2 separate regions of the Triticum aestivum genome follow, and region 2 is linked to region 1. The links are chromatin contacts, called in public Hi-C maps. All regions are on one chromosome and are shown on one strand. The core of a region is the stretch at or near the end of the contact, and the rest is flanking DNA. Distances in the headings are between cores, read along the strand shown.

The links. A called contact is a pair of places that touch in the nucleus more often than the background predicts.
Region 2: a contact with region 1 is called in a Hi-C map of leaf, with 3 times the contacts expected there. The contact joins the promoter of LOC123139218 here to the enhancer-like site in region 1. A contact is called at or near these places in 2 of 5 Hi-C or Micro-C datasets (both in leaf).

Annotation. Positions count from the first base shown.
Region 1 is chr6B:682,855,774-682,863,573 of IWGSC CS RefSeq v2.1, forward strand. It overlaps the pseudogene LOC123139614. Among protein-coding and RNA genes, the nearest start is that of LOC123134839, 45 kb to the left of the region's middle. Within about 2 kb of position 3,293, at least 2 of the 8 cell types and tissues checked have an H3K27ac peak or open chromatin away from gene starts, as enhancers often do. A contact at or near this core is called in leaf, where this site is marked.
Region 2 is chr6B:683,004,449-683,012,248 of IWGSC CS RefSeq v2.1, forward strand. LOC123139218 (probable protein phosphatase 2C 27) reads left to right here and starts at 4,452. Exons shown (of 4, transcript XM_044559018.1): 1 at 4,452-4,807; 2 at 6,594-6,818; 3 at 6,910-7,121; 4 at 7,589-7,800. The coding sequence starts at 4,754.

The DNA of each region.
Region 1 (7,800 bases), core at 2,043-4,542:
CGCCTCGATGGTGCAGAGCTGCTTCGACACGAGGCAAAGAGAATTACGATCACTTGTCTTGGTAACCCTCTTGACGACCTCTAAAAGCAGTGCCTCTGGGAGACCCTCCATCGAGAATCTCCGTGGCATGACTTGGGAATCTCAATGCTCGGCAAAGAGCTGAAATTTAAATATTATTATCAGAATGGAACAAATCAATATAATCAGATAATAGCTGTTAAAACTCATGTAAAGGGAACATTGATGAGGCTTTGAACGGTTATGTATCTTCTGAAATATTCGTGCGGTAAACTTCAGACTGAACCCTAATTGAGAACTGAGTCATAGCCCAGTGGTAGGAGCATTGTGGTGTATGTCCCTACCGAGTAGGGCTCGAGTCCTGTGACGAGCGCTAGTGTCTCACAGTAACTTAATAAAATTATACAGGGCAGCTCCCCATTCGGACTCAATTTGTTCCACAGTCGACGATGATAGCACCTATTTGTATCTGAAAAAAATTCTGAATCGTGGAACAAAAATAGTTCCTTGATTATTTTATTTGTAGCTAACAGCACCGTATTTGTTGATGTATCTAACCAATCACATGAGCATGTTATAAATTTTAGACGCTCTGGAACATCTGATACTAACAAAAACAAACTTATCCACTCCTGCATTCCGCACACATCCAAAGTTCCAGAGCAGGTTCATACATAAATCTGCAGCAATTAAATCAGACCTAGACACAACACGGTCATGGAATCAACAGAGCACAGCGCAAGAATGAAGCTCACCTGGACACTAGACGGCGGAATCAACACCACTAACTAAGCGCAGTGCAGCAATCGAGTTCACCTAGGTTCTGCTCAAAAGGGGAAAGGCATCGACCCGAATCCGTACCGCAGGGGGATAAGGAATGCCGGCGTCGGGAGGGAAGGACCGAGCGGAGACGGCGTCGATCGTGGGGCGGTCCGGAACTGGGTGGCGGCCGGCGGCAGGAAACCTCTGCCGCGACCTCGGAGCAGAAATCCTCGTCTGGCGGCGCTTTTTTTTTTGGGAATCGTTTGGGAACGGAGCGCCGGCGGAACGCTCGGCCGGTCGCTCCCGCTCACGCGCCCCTAATTGGTTGCGCCCAGGCGGGCCCGAGGGAGGCCCACCCAAAGACAAATTCGCCTTATCTCCTCCCACCTCTGTCTCGTCTTTCCCTCCCCAAATATCTCTTCCCAGTGCCCATCTCACACACCTCGCGCTGCTCCTTGCTACGGACGCCATGGCCTTCAGCAGGAGATCCTACCACAGGGGGAGCACGACGGCGGATGCTGCAACCAGCACCCGCCGGAGCTGGGAACGATGACCACCGGCCGCTGCAAAACAGGGGGCACCCGTAGATGACTGGAGCCTGGACGGTGCGGCGAATCGATGTGCTTCAACCGGCATAACACAGGGCTACAACCGGCAAGAGTTTTTGCTGGGACCGGCGAGTTTTTTTGTTGCATCGAAGAACGACGGAAGCTGCTGCCATGAAAAAAGCTGGAACTGGCTACGGGAAAAGTTACAACCAGCAAACAAAAAAGCTTCAACCATTGTCACGGTGACCACGAGCTACATCGACGGTGACCACGAGCTGCACATTTGCTGGAAGCGGCATCATGGGGTGCTGCAACCGGTGATGGCAGAAGCGTCCACTGGCCATGTGAAAGCTGCAACTACAACCAGAGGGAAAGCACGACCAGTGATCGGAATTGCTACAACCGGTGACCGGGGTGGGCGAGAAGAAGATGCTACAATATATTTTTGCTGGAAGCGGTGATGAGAAAAGCTTCAAGCGGCAATGAGAAAAGTTTCAACCACAGACTACAAAAGGTATAACTTATGAACGGCGATGAAAAGCTGCAACTGTCGGTGACAAAAGCTATAACCGGCCATGAAGAAAGCTTCAACCATTCATGTCTCAGCGCTAACCTAACAATTTTTCGCTGGGACTAATGAGCTTTTTTTGCTGCATGCGTTTAATGAAGCAGGACGGTGACGAGCCATGGAGTGCGTCGGGCGACCGCAGCAGCGTGTGCCGCGAGCTTGACGGAGGGTGCTGCGACCGGGGCGGCGTGGAGCAACGAGGTCGCCGACGACATAGTGCTAGCTCGGCGAGGGCCACGAAGCGCTAGAACTAGATTCGGGGGTGGGATGGAGCCTAAGAGTGCGGCGCCGATGAGTGCGCACTACATGCTGGAAATAGGCAGCGGCGAAGAGCACGAGCCCGGATATGCAGTGGTTTGACGAGGTCGTGGGCAGTTTTTTTTTTCTGCGAAGCACTTGTGTTACGAGGATCATGCCAGAATCCCATGGCCCACGTAACTCGTATCGCGCGGCTGCCAGGGGACCGGCCGAAACTTTCGGCCGGCGCGCCGGCGCCTATTGCTGCCCTTTTTTTTTCTGAGGGATTCTCGCGGCGCCTTGGTGGGGAAGTGGCGAAGAAGAGAAGATGCCTCTATGTGGGCTTCAGAGCAGAGCCTTGGGCCGGGCCGTGATCAATAGAGACCTACATCCCTCCTCGCAGGAGTGTGGTACTGCTGCTGTCTCTTTACTCTGCATCTCTATTTCCTAGAAGCAGCAGCTGTGTCTCAAAAAAAAAAGCAGCAGCTGCATTTCTCAAAAAAAAAAAAGCAGCAGCTGTGTCTCAAAAATAAAAACAGAGCAGTAGCAATATTGCAGCAGTACAACTGTCCTCCTGCATTAAAAAGGAAAAAAATGACAAGGTAGCAGCAGCACAGGAGCTATCAGTACTGCACCTATATTTCACCCGAAGATATGCAGAGCCAAGAAACACCGCCAGGGTCAGATCAACGAACACAAGCGTGATCCATTTCCCTATCAAGTTTCAGAGTATCTTCTTCTACCACCAACCCCACCAAAGAAGCACTGATTCCAAGTTCTCCTTGTATCCATCCACACAGGACAAAGCACAGAGAAAAAGGTCAGTCAAAGAGCACAAACCCCTTTCCACGGAAAAGACCAGCAAAGGCGTCAAAGCAGTAGAATAGCATTACCCTAGGCTCGCTCGATCATACACCACGATCTCATTTACTGTTACCCGGTGGACGTTGAATCAGAATCCACGACGCACCATTATTCTTCTGGATGAAGCTAAGCTAGGCTAGGGATGCAGCAAGGATCGACGGAAATTACAGTGTACGTATGTTCCAACGAGCTGATATTTTCCTCTGAAGAAATGATCTCTATCTAGTACATTATCTCCGATGATGTGTCTTTCTGGCCGGCGCCGATCGACTTCATGCCGTCCCCCGTCCCATCCGGCCCGTCGCCGTCGCCAACTTTTCGCGCGGCTGGAGAAGGAAGGAAGGCGGCCCCGTCGCCGGGGCCCGCACGGCACCTCCACCGGAAAATCCCCGTCGGCGGCTGCGTAGGCGCTACGTAGTGCGGGCGGATCGCGCGCCCACCGCATATACCCTGCGTTGGCGTTGCGTTGCGCCCTAAATATCAGCCCGATTTTTCCCGGTCGTTCCAGCCATGAAACGGGCCGAGAAAGGGCGTCAAGATGGCCGGGATTTCTGTGGTGATCGCGGGTGCAAGGTGAGGCGTGAAGTGTGAACCGGCGGTAAGCTGGGAATCTGCTGCTGATGGGCTACGATTATAAAACCCAGACGTACGTGCGGCTGCAACTTTGAAGTTTCTTTTCCTTCCGAGTTGGATGGTGGCCGTCCTTTTTGCCCGGGCTAGTCTCCAAGTCATCATCTCCGTGACAGTGATCAGTGTGATGTGACGCGGACCGGCCAACGGTTCTACTCTTGACAGTGGTTATTATTCAGCTGATGATATGGTATGATTCTGAACTGGTCTCCGGCACGTCCTTGCGAACTCGAGAAATTGTGCACGCGGGGGATGGATGCTTTCGCTGCAAGGAATGGCCAGGTGATGGGGGAATAAAAAATGTTTGAACTGGAGATAGATATGGATGGAGACGACCTAATGTACAGTGTGGGTGCAGTGGAACGCCCATGACCGAAAGGGCGCCAAAAGGCGCATTGACTTGAAAAGGTCTTGAGCTGATCTTTAGGGGCGTCCATCCCGCAGGTACGTGCAATGTACTCCCTCAGTTCAAAATTACTTGTCATGAAAATGAATAAAAATGAATATATCTAGAAGTAAAATACATTTAGATACATCTATTTTTTCGACAAGTATTTTCGGACGAAGGGAGTACTATATATGTATGTTCCTTCGGCCGCAAGGTTGTGTGCGCCTCTATGCTGGAAGAGTTCACTGGTACCTCACAAGAAGGTGCAAATGAGACTTCGTCCACGGGAGTACTTGGATCACACGCAACCAGTAAGAAAACTGCATTGGTATTCAATCAAGATATAAGCTCAATTGGGCGTATTTTTTCAACGAGGTGGCCGCTTACCTACACGCTTCAAAATTGAGGGGAAAATACACCCATCAATTTTGACTACCGCAGAAGTTCATTCTTCAACCGTGGACTCTAAAATTGTTTCCGTTTTAAAATGAACTGTTTAAACTGTTTTACATTATCCTTTGATACTACTTTAGGCGGTTTTAAACTATTTTGGATGAAGGTGGTTGAGAGAACTGTTATCACTTATACACGTCAACTACTTGTTAGTACTCTCTCTCAAAAAAAAAACTACTTGTTAGTACCAGTTACGAGGAGATTTAATGTCAGGTGCTTCAGGACTATGCAAGAATTCAATGGCGACCACTATGGCTTCATGGCGTTGGTCTTAGGGGCACGTGCACAAGGGCTTCCCAGCTATCATGGACACAAAACTTCTCATAATCGGCGCATGTTCACACGAGTCTTATTACATTCATAATTATACGGTGAAGTGTTGTATGATTACATGTTCAGGCGAGCCTCATTCCCTTCGTAATTTTACGGTGAAGTGTTATATGATTACATGTCGAGATAAATAAGTTAGCGAGATGACTCTGTTAGGTACTCTATTATATAGGATTTGTATGACTAAATACTTTTAGAAAATATACCAACTCACAAATAAACAGTGCTGTTTTATTAGATTGTTATGAGGCGTGGTATGTTGAATGTATTCTCTACTTGCACACTTTAGAATGTTTTACTCAATTTAATCCCCTCGTTCCTTTGTTTTTTTGGATATCTTTAGAAGGTTTGCTCTTTTGGATTTCTTTGTTCTGAATGGTAAGCTGGTGTGTCGAGCAGCGAAGCATGCGCGTGGTGCCTCGAGAAACCGCGCGCGTCCTCTCGAGCGCGATGGACAAGGGCTGGCGATTGAGCTGTCGTGCACTTCCGCACAGCCGCACTGGACTGGACGTCAGGAGTGAGCAGGAAGCAAACGTGTCGCCGCCAGAACGAATTACAGGCAGCTGAAACAAGCAAGCGTGTCCTCGCCAAGACGACGCCAAAAGGATTACTGGCAGCTTAATAAACAAGCAAACGTGTCGCATAACCCCGCTCGCTTCGCCGGCGTCGTGTCGAGCCGAACCGAGCCGGGAGTGAAAATACACGCGGACCGACTCCGCCGGCGACGTGTCGCTCCGCTCGACCGGCGCCTCCTTGGCTCGTACGCGCGCGTGTCCGCCTCCTCCCGCGCGTCACCGTCCCGCGACACGCGCTGCGTCCGCCAGACGACGATCGATGCCTGGACGACGGGGACGGCCGAATCCGCTCTGCTCGTCGCCGTCAACCATGGCCGGAATAGTCAAATGCCAGTGCTATCGTTTAAATTAATCGCGGCTGCCTTTGTCTGCGCTACGTGTGCGCGCAGCTCCTGCTGACGCCGAAGCTGACGAGCGGGAGCGATATGCTTTCCTTCCTTGCGTGCATCTTCGTTGGGGTTGAGCAGGTTTAGGGTGGTGGAGGGGTGGAGTGGCGCACCGCCTTTCCTTTTTCTTCCCATCGACCGGCGGTGGTTCGGTCTCGGTGGTTGCGTCGCGCACATCCCATCCGATCCTTTTCCCTCGTGCTCTTCTTCTTCCGTCCGTCAATGATGACGCCAAGCTATATGGTATGGTTGACCCAGGCTGGCTATAGCTGCCTGCCTTAATCGGCAATCAAGCCTGCAAGTCGACCCTGGCTAGCTCGGTTGGTTGAAAATTTCATCCATTGAAAATGCTACCTGAGGGACGTTTTCTCTGAGGATGAAATTCCAACGAACCACACCTGAATTGGATGAAACTTCATTCGTTGGATGGTAGTTTTTGCACACACAAAAAAGAACTACAAAAAATACCTAGGAAGAAAGAAACTTTCATGACAGTTTATAAAAACTGCCGCGCATGCCCCATCCCCTCCCCTAAATGCAGTAAAAACTGCCACGTCCACCCCGGCCGCTTGCCATGCTGCTCCGGAACGTTCGCCATGCATGCGCGCCTCAAATAGAACCCTTACGTTCCTCTGAAAAGCAAATCTTACAATTGTCACACGACTTTTTTTTCTCAAGTCGAGTCGACCACATACCGGTACCACCGTCTTCTTTCCTGTGCCGTCATTTTTGACGGCACCCTTGCACGCCTACGTGCAGATGCATCTTAAAGTTATCTCCAAGCTTCTTTCCCTTCGAAGTTGGAAGAGCTGTCCTTTTTGTCCAGGCTAGCTTCAACTTTTTTGTCCAGGCTAGTTTTGGAAACTATGCAGGAAAATTGTCGGCAAATATGCAATGTTTGTGATTGAACAAATTTGTTTAGCACTCATGTCAAATCATGGCCACGTCCATCACAGCTTTGTTCAATTTACTTGCTTGTTTTGTTTGATATTACATTATAGTTTTCCTTAATTTTACTTGCTTGTTTTGTTTGATACTGCATTATAGTTTCCCTTAATTTTACTTGCTTGTTTTTTTATACTGCATTATAATTTCTATTAATTTTACTTGATTGTTTCAAGTCCAGTCGACCACGTTCCATCGTCTTCTTCCCTGCGCCGTCATTTTCGATGTCAACCTAAAGATACATGCAGATGCATTTTAAAGTTATCTTGAAGCTTCTTTTCCTTCGGAGTTGGAATAGCCACCCTTTTTGTCCAGACTAGTTTCAACCTTTTTGTCGAGGCTAGTTTTAGAAAGTACGCACGAAAACTGTTGACAAATGTGCAATGTTTTGCTGGGAATTAGCACACAAATGCACTTGTGGTTAACTAAAAACTGCAGCGGAAACAGGTAATCTCAGCACCACATCATGTACTAATTCAAAGATCATTGCTTAGCACGGAAGGAAATATATGCAGCAGCATATATGGAGGCAAAAAATGTTAGGCAGCAGGCAAGACACTTCTCAGCCTAGTGTCTTGTGATAGGAGTAAGTTTCTGGACAGCACCAAGCATCAACAAAGAGACACCAGATTTTACGTGGAAAACCCCTCAACTTGAGGGAAAAACCACGGGCCGAAGCCACCCAAATCCTCTTCCACTATTATCAAATGTGGGGTACAACAAGTTCTTCTCTAGACAACACTAGAGGATCTCATACATCAAGATTTCTGAATCTTGGATGAACACAACAAAATTTGGGGCTCAAGAACTAGGGATTGGAACAATCTCACCAAAGATGGTGGAACCGAAGCTTGAAGGAGACAAGGTAGTGGATCTGGACCATCACAACCTTGGGGAGGAGCTCCCTTTTCTTCTTCCCTCAATCTTCCTCTTCTTCCCTTGCTCTCTTGGTTTTCTCTCTTCTTCTCTCTTGGAGGATGAACTGATTTTCGTCACTCTTGGTGGTGGCTGCTGGATGGAGGGTAAAGCATCCCCATCCACTCATGTGCAAAGTCTAAAATGACTCTAGGTCATAACCCTAATGGGTAGTGGGCTT
Region 2 (7,800 bases), core at 3,202-5,701, 150 kb after region 1:
CTAATTGTTGTTGCATCTTTTACGTGGCTGCAATTGGTTTCTAGCAAGAACGTTTTCTTACCTACGAATAACCACAACGTGATTTTGTCAACTTCTATTTACCCTTCATAAGGACCCTTTTTGTCGAATCCGCTCCAACTAAAGTGGGAGAGACAGACACCCGCTAGCCACCTTATGCAACTAGTGCATGTCAGTCGGTAGAACCTGTCTCACGTAAGCGTACGTGTAAGGTCGGTCCGGGCCTCTTCATCCCACAATACCACTGAAGCAAAATAAGACTAGTAGCGGCAAGCAAGTTGACAAGATCTACGCCCACAACAAAATTGTGTTCTACTCGTGCAATAGAGAACTACGCATAGACCTAGCTCATGATGCCACTGTTGGGGAACGTTGCAAAAATAAAAAATTTCCTACGGTTTCACCAAGATCCATCTATGAGTTCATCTAAGCAACGAGTGATAGGAGAGATATGCATCTACATACCACTTGTAGATCGCGTGCGGAAGCGTTCAAGAGAACGGGGATGATGGAGTCGTACTCGCCGTGATCCAAATCACCAATGACAAAGTGCCGAACGGACAACACCTCCGCGTTCAACACACGTACGGAGTGGATGACGTCTCCTCCTTCTTGATCCAGCAAGGGGGGAGGAGAGGTTGAGGAAGAAGGCTCCAGCAGAAGCACGACGGCATGGTGATGGTGGAGAGGCAGTACTCCGACAGGGCTTCGCCAAGCACTTAACGGAGGAGGAGAGGTGTTGGGGAGGGGAGGGGCTGCGCCTTGGATGTTATATGTGCAGCCCTCCCCTCACCCCTCTATTTATAAGGGAAGGGGAAGGGGGCCGGCCCCCTCTAGATGAGATCTAGAGGGGGGGGCAGCGGCCAAGGGAGGGGCCTTGCCCCCAAGCAAGGGGGGCGCCCCCACTAGGGTTTCCCCCCCAACTCTAGGCGCATGGGCCCAAGGGGGGGGGGCGCCCAGCCCTCCAGGGTTTGGTTCCCTGCCCCCTATGGCCCATGAGGCCCTCCGAGAGGGGTGGCCCCTCCCGGTAGCCCCGGTACAATACCGATATGCCCCCGAAACTTTCCGGTGACCGTATGAAAACTTCCCATATATAAATCGTTACCTCTGGACCATTCCGGAACTCCTCGTGACGTCCGGGATCTCATCCGGGACTCCGAACAACATTCGGTAATCACATACAAGTTTTTCTAATAACCCTAGCGTCACTGAACCTTAAGTGTGTAGACCCTACGGGTTCGGGAGACATGCAGACATGACCGAGACGGCTCTCCGGTCAATAACCAACAGCGGGATCTGGATACCCATGTTGGCTCCCATATGCTCCTCGATGATCTCATCGGATGAACCACGATGTCGAGGATTCAATCAACCCCGCATACAATTCCCTTTGTCAAACGGTACGTTACTTGCCCGAGACTCGATCGTCGGTATGCCAATACCTCGTTCAGTCTCGTTACCGGCAAGTCACTTTTACTCGTACCGTAATGCGTGATCCCGTGACCAAACACTTGGTCACTTTGAGCTCATTATGATGATGCATTACCGAGTGGGCCCAGAGATACCTCTCCGTCATACGGAGTGACAAATCCCAGTCTCGATCCGTGTCAACCCAACAGACACTTTCGGAGATACCTGTAGTGCACCTTTATAGTCACCCAGTTACATTGTGACGTTTGGTACACCCAAAGCACTCCTACGGTATCCGGGATGGTCTAAGGAAAAGATACTTGACATTGGAAAAGCTCTAGCAAAACGAACTACACGATCTTGTGCTATGCTTAGGATTGGGTCTTGTCCATCACATCATTCTCCTAATGATGTGATCTCGTTGTCAACGACATCTAATGTCCATAGTCAGGAAACCATGACTATCCGTTGACCAACGAGCTAGTCAACTAGAGGCTTTCTAGGGACGTATTGTGGTCTATGTATTCACACGTGTATTACGATTTCCGGATAATACAATTATAGCATGAATAAAAGACAATTATCATGAATAAGGAAATATAATGATAATCCTTTTATTATTGCCTCTAGGGCATATTTCCAACAATGACACTGTCTGCAAGAATGCTTATCCCCTTGAAGCCCACGTCCCCAGTCGTGTGCTGAGAAAGGCAATGCCTCGTGGATGGTGGGCATGTTGTGCGGTGATCTGCGGGGCTTCTTTAGAACGTTGTTTGTGTGGTGGGTTTGTCAAGTAGCTACTTTTAGTCCGGTGGACAATTGGTGGTAGCGTTTTGGGATGTGACGCTGTAGTGTGGACGGCTTACATACCATTGTTTTCCTTTGATACACGATACACATGTGTGTACATATTTTATAAGTATATACTTTCTTATACAAGAACCTAGAGATAGTTCTTCACATCCTGGACGGCACCCACGAAAGGATTATGACTCCACGCTCATCCTCATCCATTCAGGGATTTTTGTTTCTTTGCAGCGAACGTTATTCGGGAGATTTGGAAGCATCAAAACGACACCGTCTGCCACAACGCATCTCCCACTGAAGCTTGTGCCCCTAGCCAAGTGCTCGAGGAGGGCAATGCTCGGCGCACAGCTGTCATGTTACATACACGTTGATCTGCAGGGCTTCTTTTGAGGAGTTGTTTGTTTGGAGGGTTGTCGAGTAGCTGCTTTTAGTCCCGTGGACGGTTAGTGGCAGCGTTTGCTAATGCGATGTTGTTGTGTGAACGGCTTACATACCATTCTTTCGCTTTGATACACGATACACATGCTTATACATACTTTAGAACTATACTTTCTTCTACAAGAATATAGAGAAAGCTCTCACATCCTGGATGGCACTCGCGAAAGGATTACGACTCCACACTCATCCTCATCCATTCAGGGATTTTTGTTTCTCTGCAAGGAAAGTTGTTTGAGAGATTTGGAAGCATCGAAACGACACCGTCTGCAACAGTGCTTCTCCCCTTGAAGCCCACGTCCCAGTCGAGTGCTGAGAAAGGCAATGCCTCATGGACGGCGGGCATGTTGTGCGGTGATCTGCGGGGCTTCTTTAGAACGTTGTTTGTGTGGTGGGTTTGTCGAGTAGCTACTTTTAGTCCGGTGGACGCTTTGTGGTAGCGTTTTGTGATGTGACACTGTAGTGTGGATGGCTTACATACCATTGTTTCGCTTTGATACACGATACACATGCTTGTACATATTTTAAAAGTATATACTTTCTTCTACAAGAACCTAGAGATAGTTCTCACATCCTGGACGACACCCACGAAAGGATTACGACTCCACGCTCATCCTCATCCATTCAGGGATTTTTGTTTCTTCACACCGAACGTTATTCGGGAGATTTGGAAGCATCGAAACGACACCGTCTGCCATAACATCTCCCACTGAAGCTTGTGCCCCTAGCCGAGTGCTCGAGGAGGGCAATGCTCGGCGCACAGCTGTCATGTTACGTACACGTTGATCTGCGAGGCTTCTTTTGAGGAGTTGTTTGTTTGGAGGGTTGTCGCGAGTAGCTTCTTTTAGTCTGGTGGACGGTTGGTGGCAGCGTTTGCTAATGCGATGTTGTAGTGTGGACGGCTTACATACCATTCTTTCGCTTTGATACACGATACACATGCTTATGCATGTTTTAGAAGTATACTTTCTTCTACAAGAATCGAGAGATAGCTCTCACATCGTGGACGACACCCACGAAAGGATTACGATTCCACCACGTTCATCCTCATCCATTCAGGGATTTTTGTTTCTTCGCACCGAACGTTAGTTGGCACATTTGGAAGCATCGAAACGACACCGTCTGCAACAATGCATCTCCTCTCGAAGCCCACGTTCCCATTCAAGTGCCGAGGAAGGCAATGCCTCGTGCACGGCGGGCATGCTATGCGGTGATATGCGGGGCTTCTTTACAACGTTGTTTGTTGGAGGGTTTGTCGAGTAGCTACTTTTAGTCCGGTGGCCGCTTGGTGGCAGCGTTCGTAATGCGACCGTGCAGCGTGGACGGCTTTTATACTCTTTTCATCTTTAATATACGTTTGCAGTATTATGTATGACACACATATGTAAATATATCTTTCTTCTAATATGGTAATTCTCATATAGGTGAGAATTAACCAAGTTCCATCTAACCCCTGCACCCATTTCACTTTACAAGAAAACCATGGATAGTTCCACGAGAAAACCATACGCTCCAACCAATCATCTTCTCTAGATAAAGAAAAAACGGGCACGGTAAACATGCATGTTTTCTTCTTCTTTTGGACAGCATGAGCGTGCCAAACATTTTTCCCCACCGAGTGAAAAACGAGCTCCACGGGATAACAGAACGTCAAAAAATAAATAGAAACAAGATGCCGAAAAGAGAAGGAAAAAGAAAAAAAAACTCATGGCCCACCGGGGGCTCTAACCAGCACGTGTTCCCCCCGGCCTCTCCCTCGAATAAATACCCCCTCTATCCTCCGTCTCCGTAACGAAGCAAACCAGCTCGGAAACAGAGCAGAGAGAGAGAGAGAGAAACCAGCAGCGAATCCCACACAGGATCCGCCTTCCCTTCCTTTTCCTACCCCCGATCGAAACAGAGAGCTAGCTAGAGAGATAGATATTCCCGCGAATCTTCTGCTCCGATTCCAAGCCCGTCCCGGTCTCGGTCCCGTCCCACGCCCCCTCCCTCCGCCTTCAATCCTTCTTCATCGGTACCAGAGCACCCCTGCGGCGGCGGCAGTTCGAGTCGAATCGCTCCTCCTCCTTCGTCTTCGTCAGGCATGTGCGTGGAGGGATTCGAGGACGCGCAGATCGAGAGGCCGGCAGATTTCGCGGTGGGTAACCCCCTCCCCTCCCCTGTTCCACGCCCATTCGATTTGACTCTGTTTTTCTTTCGATGTTCTTGTTCCTGTGTGGATTTCGCTGGCTGAATCCGGTGGTTTTCCTTTCCGCCGCGAGAAGATGGGGTCGAAATAGATGTCTTTCTTTCTCCTTTCGTCTTTGATTCGTGCGCGTTAGTTGCTGCTTCGGTCTGGACGGTCGATTAGTCGAGGAGAAGAAGAAGAAAAACACTAGTGGGTTGGTTGCTTCGTGCACACACTTTGCGTGCTGCTTGAATGCTTCCGTTTCTCCCCTTCCCTTCCCCTGAAACCCAGAGCCAAGTATATAGTAGTAGCACAGATTATTTGGCACTAGTTTACTTATTGCAGCTGGAATTAATGAACCACTCCCATTATCTTATCTTTTATTAGCAAGAATACTACTACTATTATTATTATTAGCAAGAATATATTACTGTATTATTATTATATCTCCCCTTGTGTGGAAGGTGTGAACAGAGGGATATGCCTTGAATTGTTCGGCGGCCGAGAAGTTTCTACTACTACTAGCTGGGATTAAGCCAGCCGGGGCGGCGTGCCGCAAAAGCGAAATCTTTTTTGTTGTCCTGGCTCGGCGGATGTCATGCCCCATGTCTGCTTCCGCATGTGCATTGTTGTTCTCATGCGGTGCTTCTGATCCTGCGATGAAAATCGTCATGTCGGATTTCCAGTTGACGTGGTTGCTCCATATCCTCTCGTCTTCTGCCGCAGAGATATCTCCGTCTGACAAGGAAAGATATTTGCATCTGAAAGTTAGGACAAACTGTAACTGTTCATAAAAATCAACGTCTGCAAAGTTCACAACTAGCAGTGCTCTGCTTTCTTTATTTCTCTCACTAATTGAGGTTAAATTATACTAACACCAAAGAGGGCTGGGTGTCCTTTATATGTTTTAAATAAGTGCTGGAGAAACATTTTTGGTTCAACAAATGGTAATCATCCATCATCATCATCTGTGTTCTTTAGTCTTTACATGTAGAAGAGTCAGCGCCGGTAAAGTTCAGATAGTGCTGTACCCCTTTCTGCATTGAGGCCAAGGAAAAGCTGGCCTTTTTCGTGCTGTCAAGCCTCCGGGGACGACACGTCCTTGGCAATTTCCTAGTGATCTATGTGCCTTTATAGGTCTGAATTACATAATCATGGGGTAGCTTTTGTCCCTTTAGCTTGCAATTATGGGTTGCAATGCAGGCAGGCAGGTAGTGGGCTGTGGGGTGGTGCTCAAGAATGTACACCTGGAAGCTTGACATTCCTCGGCTAGTCGGTACTCAGTAGCACCTTCTGGGGCTTGCGGTTCGCGGTTTTGTCAATGCGTTCCTGTGCATTTTGGGGGTTTTTGTTTATGGGTGCCCACACTCGAAATGGCTACTCGTGGCATTCTTTGTCGAATAAGGGATTGCCGTCTGTCGCCGACTTGACCGAGTTGGGCTTCTGTTTGTGCGTCCCTTTCAGCTAGGTGGATTAGTGTTGCTGCAAGCCTGCAAATCATCCACTCTCTGTGTGATGGATGGTGGTGACGTTATTTAAGCTATTGCAGAGTTGTTGACAGGGTTGAAAAATTGGGAAGATATATTCATTTAAGCTGGCTATTGTGTTAGTAAAATGCTGAGTTCATCCTTTGTATCATTGATCCAAATGTGGCCTGCTATCCCTTAGTGCTATCTTTTTTCCAAAGCTGATGCAGTACCTTGTTTCTTGATCAGACTGCTGTGATCTAACCTTCTGTTAATTGGGTAATGTGCAGATGGAGAGAGTCTGTGAGAACACAGTGTCCATTGATTTCAAGCAAGCCAAGATGGTGACTGCGATGGGAGAAAGTTGGCACAATTTTGTTCCAGCTATCCGCTCAGGGGATTGGTCTGACATTGGTGGCCGTGATTACATGGAAGATGCGCATGTGTGCATCCCCAACCTAGCCAAGAATTTTGGTTACAACATGGTGGATGATGAAGTTATTTCCTTCTATGGGGTAATTGCTTACTCACTTTCTCAAATCTGGTTGTTCAGCTTCATAGTTAATGTTCTCTTTCCTGACATCATCATATCCTTATGATTCTCAGGTATTTGATGGACATGGTGGAAAAGATGCCGCACAGTATGTTCGCGACAACTTGCCGCGGGTCATCGTGGAAGATGCTGCTTTTCCTCTTGAGCTTGAGAAGGCAGTCAGGAGGTCGTTTATGCAAACTGACAGTCAGTTTGCAGAGAAGTGCTCTCTCCAGGATGGGCTTTCTTCTGGAACAACTGCACTTACAGCAATGATTTTTGGAAGGTACTATTCTCGTGACCTGCAATCCGGGCTCCTACTTAACTATTATCATTTCATTTGTGAACAGAAAATCGTAATGCAGCAGAGTACTGGAGTTGACACTAGATTACTTTATCCTTGGCATGCTAAATCTGAATCCTAGGTTTACCGTACTAGTAGCAGGCCTGTTCTCAATTTTGTTGCTCATGAGAGATCTTTCGCATGTTCCCTGAGTGTCAGTCAGTCAAGAAGTATTTGAACTTAGCCTGACCATTTCTCAAAGCTACTACAGATTAGTTGATCATAATGAAAAATTACGAAGATGCTCCAGGCAGAGGTTAAATTTATGATAACTGCTACACTTAGGACCCCCAACTGCCATACATCGTGTTATTTATAATAGTATGCGTTGGTACTTTCTACAGTAAGTCGCTTTGTTATCGGGTGAATTCTGGTGATTAGCAATGCTAATTCTTCATGTTCTTTTGCAGGACTCTTCTGGTCGCAAATGCTGGTGATTGCCGGGCAGTCCTTTCCCGGCGCGGCGCCACAATCGAAATGTCCAAGGACCACAGAACCTGCTGCCTGAACGAAAGAAAGCGTGTGGAATCTCTAGGCGGCTACGTCGACGACGGCTATCTGAACGGCCAGCTAGCGGTGACCAGAGCGCTCGGGGACTGGCACCTCGACGGCCTCAAGGAGA